2 separate regions of the Mus musculus genome follow, and region 2 is linked to region 1. Evidence: chromatin contacts called from public ChIA-PET data. All regions are on one chromosome and are shown on one strand. The core of a region is the stretch at or near the end of the contact, and the rest is flanking DNA. Distances in the headings are between cores, read along the strand shown. Region 1 overlaps Btbd11 (BTB (POZ) domain containing 11). Region 2 overlaps Btbd11 (BTB (POZ) domain containing 11).

Evidence for each region. ChIA-PET counts read pairs in DNA pulled down with a chosen protein or histone mark.
Region 2: an RNA polymerase II ChIA-PET map of memory CD8 T cells shows a contact between it and region 1, with 6 read pairs. The contact joins two enhancer-like sites. A contact is called at or near these places in 20 of 484 Hi-C or Micro-C datasets (the HPC-7 cell line, adipose-derived mesenchymal stem cells, cerebellar granule neurons and 9 more), 8 of 115 datasets of contacts at active chromatin or transcription factors (bone marrow-derived macrophages, embryonic stem cells, memory CD8 T cells and 1 more) and 1 of 9 other capture datasets (embryonic stem cells).

What each region holds. Positions count from the first base shown.
Region 1 is chr10:85,541,817-85,546,566 of GRCm38.p6, forward strand. Btbd11 (BTB (POZ) domain containing 11) reads left to right here. Exons shown (of 17, transcript NM_028709.2): 2 at 4,626-4,750. Among named protein-coding and RNA genes, the nearest start is that of Gm40731, 46 kb to the right of the region's middle. Within about 2 kb of position 3,390, at least 6 of the 459 cell types and tissues checked have an H3K27ac peak or open chromatin away from gene starts, as enhancers often do. A contact at or near this core is called in memory CD8 T cells, where this site is marked.
Region 2 is chr10:85,621,829-85,626,792 of GRCm38.p6, forward strand. It overlaps Btbd11 (BTB (POZ) domain containing 11), which reads left to right. Exons shown (of 17, transcript NM_028709.2): 5 at 3,075-3,240. Among named protein-coding and RNA genes, the nearest start is that of Gm40731, 34 kb to the left of the region's middle. Within about 2 kb of position 3,248, at least 52 of the 459 cell types and tissues checked have an H3K27ac peak or open chromatin away from gene starts, as enhancers often do. A contact at or near this core is called in memory CD8 T cells, where this site is marked.

The DNA of each region.
Region 1 (4,750 bases), core at 2,140-4,639:
AGCACCAGCATCGTCCCTGAGGGTGGGTGGGGGAAGGCTGGGTGCTGGCGAGTATGGGTTTCTCCTCATGGGGAAGTATATCCCTGACCCAGGTCCAGCGATAAAAAACAGAGGAAGGTGGGGCACTCTGTTTGCCACAGGGCCATGCTGTGCACCTCAGAAGGGAAGCAGGCTGGAAGAGCAGCTTATCTGATAGCCTCCATGACAGAGGAGCTGCTAGACACAGTGTGTCCGAGATCCCGTGCAGAGTAGTAGAGCCCTTAGGTCTTATGCACTGGGTGACTTGACCAAAAGATTCTCTTTCTCCAGTCACACGAGACCTTGGAAGGAGGATCCTCACTGAATCCAGATACTAGACAGATGAGTTTACTAAACTTCAGGTTTGGTAGGGCGGTGTCTGTGAAGCTCTCACGCCAGAGGCCGGAGGGTCTCAGTACATTGCTGTGTTTAATCATCTCAATAAACTCACAGTGCCCGCCGTTTAGCTGCTCTCAACAGGTAGAGAAACTGCCTGGAGCCTGGAGAAGTCTTATCCAGTTTGCAAAGTAACTTGGCTCCGTAGGCCATGCCCTGCCTGCCTTTCTGCACCTCAGCACCAGCCATGATCAGAAACCTTGATGGGCGTGGCTGTGGTGGCACTCACAGCGGTGGACTGATTGTAGTTCTTGGAGGTAACAACCCCTTTTGAGGATTTGAATGCACTCCCTTCTTCAGCCAAATGAAAAATACACAGAATCTCACGAAAACAGATTTCTCGGGGACAGTGTGTGTGTGTACATTGGTGAGTGTACATGTATAGTTGACATCAGCACTCTTCCTCTATCAATCTCAACATGGTGATGATGATGATGGTGATGGTGATGATGATGATGATGGTGATGATGATGATGGTGATGGTGATGATGATGGTGATGGTGATGGTGATGATGATGATGATGATGGTGATGATGGTGATGGTGATGGTGATGGTGATGGTGATGGTGATGGTGATGCAAGGTCTCTCCCTGGGCTGCCTGGCTAGCAAGCTCCTGTCTACACACACACACACACACACACACACACACACACACACCAGGGCTAGGGTTGCAGGTTCATGCTGCCATATTTGTCTTTTTTTTAAAAAAAAAAAGATTTATTTTTTTATGTATATGAGTACACTGTAGCTGTACAGATGGTTGTGAGCCTTCATGTAGTTGTTGGGAATTGAATTTAGGACCTCTGCTCGCTCTGGTCAACCCCCCTCACTCTGGTCAGACCCGCTTGCTTCGGCCCAAAGATTTATTTATTATTATAAATAAGTACACTGTAGCTGTCTTCTGACACACCAGAAGAGGGCGCCAGATCTCTTTACGGGTGGTTGTAAGCCACCATGTGGTTGCTGGGATTTGAACTCAGGACCTTTGGAAGAGCAGTCAGTGCTCTTACCTGCTGAGCCATCTCACCAGCCCCATATTTGGCTTTTATATGCTTTTTTCAGGTCTTCAGGCTTGCAACAAATACTTGACCGGCTGAACCATCTCTCCCACCCCTCTGAACTTCAATCTTAATTGAATTCAATTGTGACCTTGGATCTTAATCAGCAAGTCATTCTGTCCTCAACTCCAATAATAGACTTGCATCAGACACTAAACTTTGGTGTTCAGGCCTTCTTATTCACCTAGATAGTTTTTACATTAGAAAAAATAAGTATTTCAGTTTATGTGTTAAGCCCTATGAGGCAATTTGAATGAAATTGGGCTCCGTGGGCCCATAGAGAGTGGCATTGTTAGGAGGTGTGTCCTTGGTATGGCCTTGTTGGAGGAATTGTGTCACTGTAGGTGGGCTTTGAAGTTTCAGAAACTCAAGTCAGGCTCAGCATCACTGTCTGATGCCTGCCAATCCAGGTGTAGAACTTCGGGCTCCTTCTCCAGCATTATGTCTGCCTGTCTCCATGCTTCTCGCCATGACAATAATGGACTAAACCTCTGAACTGTAAGCCAGTCCCAGTGAAATGTTCTCTTTCATAAGAGTTGCCGTGGTCCTGGTGTCTCGTCACAGCCAGAGAATCCTAAGACAATATATATGGAGTTAAGAAAATAAAGCCATAATACATAATCTTTGCATAATAGATCAATTACAGATTTTGCAAATCTCCGCCATCCAGTTCTTAAGGCTTCTTTGAATAATGGCATTTCCTCATTTGAATTTCATACCTCTATGAAAGGACAAGCAACTCCAAGGGGGATTGTTCATCTGCGCAATGAAGCATGAAGAAATCCAGAGCTGGTGTTTCATCTCAGGTCGATGTGTGGTGAACCCTTCTGCTTAGCACTTGAAAGACAGCCTAGCCCATCGGATCTCATTTCCCATCCCCGTCCCCAGCAGCCCCAGAAGAAAGTCAAATCCAGTGATTTATCCCACCCCCATCCCCTGCCCCCATTTCACATTGAGGTTCACGGACCTGTCTGAGGTCAAGCTAGGGTGAAGCTCAGAGACCCAGACTCAAGTTTCTTTCTCCTGTGCCCGTTGATCCCTGTGGAGAGAGCAGCATACAGGCCGGCAATCTGGGTTAACCCACAGCCAGTGATAAAAGCCACGGGCACATGAAAACCTTAGGGACACCTGAGGACCTGTGCTGATACTGGTCTGCCTCTTCCCCCTCAGTGTTCAGGACTTCACTCTTGGCTCTTTAAGCCCCTTGATTCTGCTTCCCTCTACCCACAAGTAGAAATTTAACCTCACTTTCTAGCCCTGATCATGATTTTCTGGCATCATATGTATTGACCCCTTCAAGGGGATAGGAGGTCCATGTGTTAGAGCCACAGACATCAGAGACCTCAGGTGAGGGATAAGCCCAAGATCTATTGCCATGGCAGCAGCCTCTTGGTCCAGCCTCTGACCCTCAGGTTGGTGTGAGGAAGGAAGAAGATGACTCAAGGCCTCCCTGCCTGGTTCCAATGGGAGGATGTTAGAGAGGCAGAGGGGTCTCTTGCATAGTGGGCACCTTCTGTAGGTCTGGCCTTCCCTGTCTGAAAACTGAAAGGTCCTCAGGTGTCCTATGAATAGTGAGGCTGTATTGGCCTGTCTGCCAGGCTGCGATGTTTTCCAAGCTCATTGCCTGTTCCAGCACATTAGTCTGCCCTCTGTGTGTGCTGGGCTGTGATATGAAGTACGTTCTTTGGAGCTACAAAGTGTCTGACACAAAAGCAGTTCGAGAAGAGTCTTCAATGAAAATTTGTGTGAAAAATTTCAGGCTTATAGAATTTCAGAGTATTAAAACTGAATGGGCCTTCATATCCTTTAGCCACTGTTACCACGAATTGGAAACAATGGTTACTCTAGCTGCCTCCCCCTCCCCCCCTACAGTCTCAGCCAGGGCTTTGAGTGGCAGGATTTGGGTGGGGCTACTGAGATCTGTGATCTGAGCCGGGTGGGTGATGAGTGAAGCTGAGCTCACCGGCTTTACCTTCTGCTTCCTTTCCCTCTGCCTGTTGGCTAACATCACTTACACCATTCAGCACCTGTATGTGGATCATGGGTTATCTCTCCCAAGTTCCTCTGTGAGCATCGAGGGTGTGTGTGTGTGTGTATTTGGCTGGGGTATACCACTGTGTGTGTGTGTGTGTGTTTCTCCCCTTCCTTAAATGAGCAAGGCTACCCAGGGTATGTTCTGTTCATCATAAAGGCAGAGCTCAGGAAAGCAAGTTCAATGTCATAGGCACTTTTCAGGCTCTGAGTCTGTCTTCTCTGTTAATGTACCCTTGACCAAAGTAAGTCAATTCATCAGACATGAAATTCCAGAAGCAGGGACACACTCCTTCCTCCTGGAGGTGGTTAGCAATTTAGTGACTGGTAAATGACTCTGCATAAGCCACATATTTACAATTCAGGTCCTCACTAAATGTTTCCAGAGCAAACAGGGAGGAAGAGTAGTGTATTCCAGGAATTTCTGTGGGCATTCACAGTACAAGGTATAGAAATCCTAGCCCCAACCCCATATACATCACTACAGAGAAACCCTGAAGCCTTGTCTCCCAGATCACCGGACAGCCACCCCAGTTACATGTATTCAACCAATGAAGAAAGTCCTTAAAGGCTACCACCTGCAGGGACTGCCTTTCCCCAGTCCCTAGTGCTTGGGCTGTCTCTTGAAGAAAGAACGAGGCAGTCATCTCTGGGTTCAGGAGAAGCACCTCGCAGCAGACAGATCCTCTGCTAAGCCAGAGAACAAGTCTGTTCATGATCTTTGGAAATATAACGCCCAGACGAAAGCTCGCATGGCTGGTTAATTAGCATCTATATCTAAAAGGGGTCCAAGGTCTGGAATGTAGCTCAGTTGGTTTCTGCTTGCCTAGCAGGGATGAAGGCTTGATTTCCAGCGCCAAATAAACTGGACATGGTTGTGCACACCAGCAATCCCAGGAGATAGAGGGGGGAGAATCACAAGTTCAAGGTCACCCTTGGCTACATAATGATTGGGGACAGCACCAATGGGAGCTCTATATGCTACCTTGTTTCAAAAGGGGTTGGAGGTCCAGAGTGTGGGCTCCTGTCTCAGCTTCTGACGGTTAGAAGTTTGGCACCTCTCGCTTGATGAATGGAAAAGTGACTAGTTGTCTTGCCTTCTCTGTCCCTCCCTACTGCAGGTGTGCTGAGCCTGCCAGAGAGCCTGAACCTGCACCGAGACCCACAGCGGCCCAGCAAGCCGGGAGAGCTCCCCATGTTCAGCCAGTCAGAGCTGAGGACCATCGAGCAGTCCCTGCTGGCCACA
Region 2 (4,964 bases), core at 1,998-4,497, 80 kb after region 1:
CTGGGCTCACTGTGATGAGGGTATGGGTTAACACATGAGAGCTTAGAACTCCACAGTAGGTATTCCGTGAACGTCAGCTTCCTGTAATAACAATTATCATCATTTTAGCTGCAGTAATTTTCTTGCCATTTGTCTCGTTCTAATTAAAATCAAGGACCTCAGGAGCTGGTAAACACTTGTAATGTTCTTAGAATTATCTGTTTACAAGCCTGTGAATTCTGTGAACCCAGTGTCTACCTCCCTCCTCTGGAGCCCCTTGGCATGGTGTCCAAGGCGGTAGGCGCTGGCCATGCTGGCCCAAGCACACAGCGTGCAGCTTGATTGAAGGGGAGGGAGAAACCCGCTTATCTGACTAAGGCTGGTAGAGACGGACAAGCAAGAGGAAACGAGTCAGTGGGTTTTCCTGTGACCGAGATCACTCACATCTCTAACCCTAGATGGGAACTCCTTTTTGAAAACGTTATTGGTGGATATCAGTTATACACACTGGACTTCATCATGACATTTTCCATACTTATAAATTATATATTTTGATCATATCCCCAACTCTGTCACTCTTCTGCCCCTCCCCCACTGCTAAGCCCCTCCCTCTTTCCAAACAACCCCTCTTCTGTTTCCATGGTGTTTGTTCTGTTTTTAATAACCCAGTGAGTCTTGTTAGAGTTGTTTACAGGAGCGTGGCCACATTACCAATGGCTACATCACTGTGAAAATTTCTCCCTCCCCAGCCCCTACCCAGAAACTGTTAATTACATATTTGCCCTCAGAGAATGGTGGGTCCTCCTGAAACCTTACCCGTATCCCATGTGAAGTGTTGACAAGTCCCAGGTTGTACAGATCTTGAACCAATAATCACAGCTACTATGAATACAGGTGTAACAGCCATTTCCTGCCACAAAATCAGTCTTCCACACTCCCTGACCCTCCTCCAATGTTCGAGATCTTTCCCCGGGATGGGAACTAAGCGACTCCACAAAGCAGCCTTTTCCAACATTGCTAGCATCTAGCAGAAGAAAGGTTGTTTATGCAATGAATCAAGTCGGATGACTCCCAGAGATTTAAACACACACACACATGCACACACACGCATGCACGTGTACTTTAGACTAACATGCATAGATTCACACTTACTCCCCCTGGAGGCCTCTGTGATCTGTGTTCTGGGGTCTTGCCTTGTTACCCTGATGCCACAATGTCTCCTTGGGCAGATGTGGGGACCATTAGCCCTTAGGATGAAGTTGGCCGCCACACTAAAGGTGAGGGATCCTGAGTTTCTCTGCATGTTTAGCTCTGCCCTTCAAAAGATAAAAGAGGAAACCCAGTTAAATTTCCATCTTCGATAAACAATGAATAAAGCTTTGGTATAAAGATGCCCCACGCACCTTTGATCTAGCATTTATATTTGCCTAATCTGGCAATGCTTGACAAGTTCAAAGCCCACGCGTACTGGACCGAGAAGCTGTAAGGCACAGCTCCATTCAGTGTTTAGGATGTCAATGTCATGTTTGAAGCCAGGCCCTGGGGTCCCTCCATCCTCTCCCACCACACAGGCAGCTGTGTAGCTGAAGGGTCTCTGTGGTCTTGCCCCTCCTCTCTCAGCAACTGGCACAGATTGCCCAGAGGTTAATGCCCTAGAAACACTGGGCTCTGTGGATAGCCTCAAATACCCTGCCATGTCTCACCTGGACCCTTGCTCCTGCTGGCTCTGCACAGAGTGCTCTTGTCTTCTGCCATTCCTCTCCCCATACCTACAACCACAGCTCAAGGGCCACCTTCCGAGGAAGCCTAGGCTCCCCTAGGCTGTGTGTGGTGCAAAGGGGCTTATAGTTTCATAACATTTTTTATTTAGAGAGAGAACCACCGAACCCTAAATACTTGTATGAGATACATGAGAATATGGCCTATGCTTGTCTTCTCCGGACTGTCTTCATGCTTGTCTTCTACCAGACTGTGGGCTTCCAGCGCAGGGCTGCTGACATGACCCTAACAGGCACTCAATCAACACATTGTTGCTTGATTATTGTTGAGTGATTATTGACCAGTTCATGGGGACTGGGAGAAGGTACTAACATTCTTTCAACATGAAGCCTGTATCACCCTCTCTCATTGGTTTCCTCCCTCGTTTCCTGGCCTAGCCTCTTGCTCCCTGAAGTGGCTTGCTGAAGCACCTTGCCATCTCTCATTTCATCTAGCAAGTTCTCCAGCTTGTTCTATTTTGAAAGGAGAGAGTCCATCCTGAGCTCTGTCCACTCTCCTGTCTTAATGCCCCCTGTCTCCTCTGTCACTGGAATGGACCCAGGCAAATGCCTGCTCAGAAGTCCACAGCCAAGTATGAGGGCTCAGTCAAGTGAACAGGAAAGCAGTAGGTTCTGCACTCGGGAGCTAGAGTGGCACAGAAGATCCGAAGACGGGTTCTCCACACATGCTTCTCTGGTTCAAATCCAAGCTATCACTTATAGATGGGGTAGCCTCAGAAAGATTCCTCATTCCTGTTTTTTGGACAGTCCCCCCATAGGAATTATGCCTTCTATTGTGTGGGACCCGAATGTAACAACTCAGATAAAACATTCAGCAGAGAACCTAACCTATTTTTTTAAAAAATGCCTAAATATTTGCATAATGAAATGATTCTTAGCTGAGGATTCTACTGGCACACTGAGGGACCACACCTAAGCTCAGTAAAGACAGGATTTAGAACCGCCAGAAATTGGGGGGGGGGGGGCGGGGGGGGCGGGCGCGGAGTGAGACACCAGTTGTTTGGTTGGGTTTTTTGAGACAGGGTTTCTCTATGTAGTCCTAGCTGTCCTGGAACTCACGTTATAGACCAGGCTGATCTCGAACTCAGAGACCTATCAGCCTCTGCCTCCCGAGTTCCAGGAGTAAAGAGTGCTCCACCCGTGCAGGCTGAGGCAGTTCTTTTAAATGGAAACCTAGAAAAGGCAAAAACCTAGGAAAAGCCCGCGAGGATCTCAGGTGCTCGGTGGGGGTTGCTAAGACGTTTGATCTCAGGGACCAGATCCTGGGGGGAAAAGCGGCTGCACCCACGTGACCATCTCTCCCTCCCCACCCCTCAGGGCGGACGACTGCTTTTGTGCTTCTCGGAAGCTGGACGCCGTGGCCATCGAAGCCAAGTTCAAGCAGGACTTGGGCTTCCGGATGCTGAATTGTGGACGGACCGACCTGGTGAAGCAGGCAGTGTCTTTGCTGGGGCCGGATGGAATCAACACCATGAGCGAACAGGTACCAATCTGCTTGGACCTCATCTCCTCCCGTGCTTAGCCTGGGCGCGAGCAGCTGACGGGACACAGGCTCCCTCTGCTGATCGATTAAAAAAATTAATGCCCCTCCCCTGCCTCTCTCTCTCTCTCTCTCTCTCTCTCTCTCTCTCTCTCTCTCTCTCTCTCTCTCTCTCTTAGTGTTTGGGGGTTTTTGGTTTGGTTTGGTTTTAATTTTCTAAAAATACACTTGCCCATCTTTATGGAAATCTCACATGATTGTCGCAGCTGAAATTTAAAAAGGAATGAAAACCAGACCTGTTCCAGAAAGGAGATGGAGCCCCTAGGTTGGCCATCGTTTGTATTTAGGACTCTGCAACCTTCAAGTCTCTTTACTGGCATGTTAAAGGCTTTTCTCTGCCAGTCTGCTGTTGGCTCCAGACAGATCTAGGCCATGCGCACTGTGCTCTTAGGGTGGGTGTGTTTAAAGACACCAAAGTCAGTCTGGGGACCCTAGAGCACATTCAGATAGGGCAGCACCAACCAGATTCTGAACATGGTGCCATGAGAGGCAACCACAAGTCACAGAGGGGACTTTGGGGATGTGGTGGTGTCATAGACCGTGCAAATGGACAGCCATTCTCAGTGTGAATCCTGAGTGCTGTTACAAGGGACAGATGGGGCTGTTTCTTCCACAGGCAGCTCTTGCAAAGAGCTCCCACGAAGGGAATAGAAGGGACTGTATAATGACAGCTAATCACTTTCTTGGACAACGTCAGGGATCCTCAGTACACAATCATGTGTATCTTGTATGTTTAAAACCAGGGACTTATTTATCTGTTTTATTTTTTCAGTATTTTACATTCCAGATACCTTACAATGTCAATGAATATTCTTTTTTAAGTCGCTTTTAGTGTCTCTATAAAGTGATTACTATTTGTTTATTAACCATCCTTCCCCCATCATATATTTAAAGTGTTTGTGACTAGTGCTGAGCTAAGCACACTTACACAAATCTTTGTTCCAATCTCTATTTCCTTGGGGAAATGTTTCTTTAAAACAGAAGTGTCTCAAATGTACCAGCCTTTCCTGAATTCTCAGTCTTCAGTACTGCCCCTCCCCCTAGGAGTCTGACTAGTCTTTGCACACCTCTAGTTATATATGTATTCCCTGCTAGTCCACTTTCCTTTTGCCTGCTTTTTATCAGCATTTTTTACTGTTTTCTTGTTTTCTTAGAGGAATTCTTCCTGTATCAGGGCACGAAGTCCTTTAGTGGAACCAAGGTATCTCAGTTTGTCGTTGACGTTGGAATTTTGCCCGTAAAGTTTTCAGTTCCACAGCGATGTGCAGTGCTAGAGCCCCTCTCATGTATGCTATACTTCATCCCCTTTCTGCCTAGAGACAGGGGCAGAAACCAACTTGGCATTGCTTACAATTTTAATTCTTTCTGACTATCTCTAGTAAAAAATTGTTATACTGGTGTATAGTGTGAGACAAGGCTGTAGCATGAATATCTTCCCAAATAACTGCCTTCACAGCCCTTTGGATGGAGAGCCCCACCCCTTCCTCCTGTTGGTTGTGATGCTCGGTTTGTGATGAGCAGGAGTCGGAGAAGGGGAAGTTTTCCTGAAGGCCATCCTGCCTCAGTGCCTTGACTTGTATAGAGTGATATCAGAGCAGATGTCAGTGAAAGCAACCACAGGGATATCCAGTGACCATTGACTCTGTCTGACCCAAGGCTCATACAGA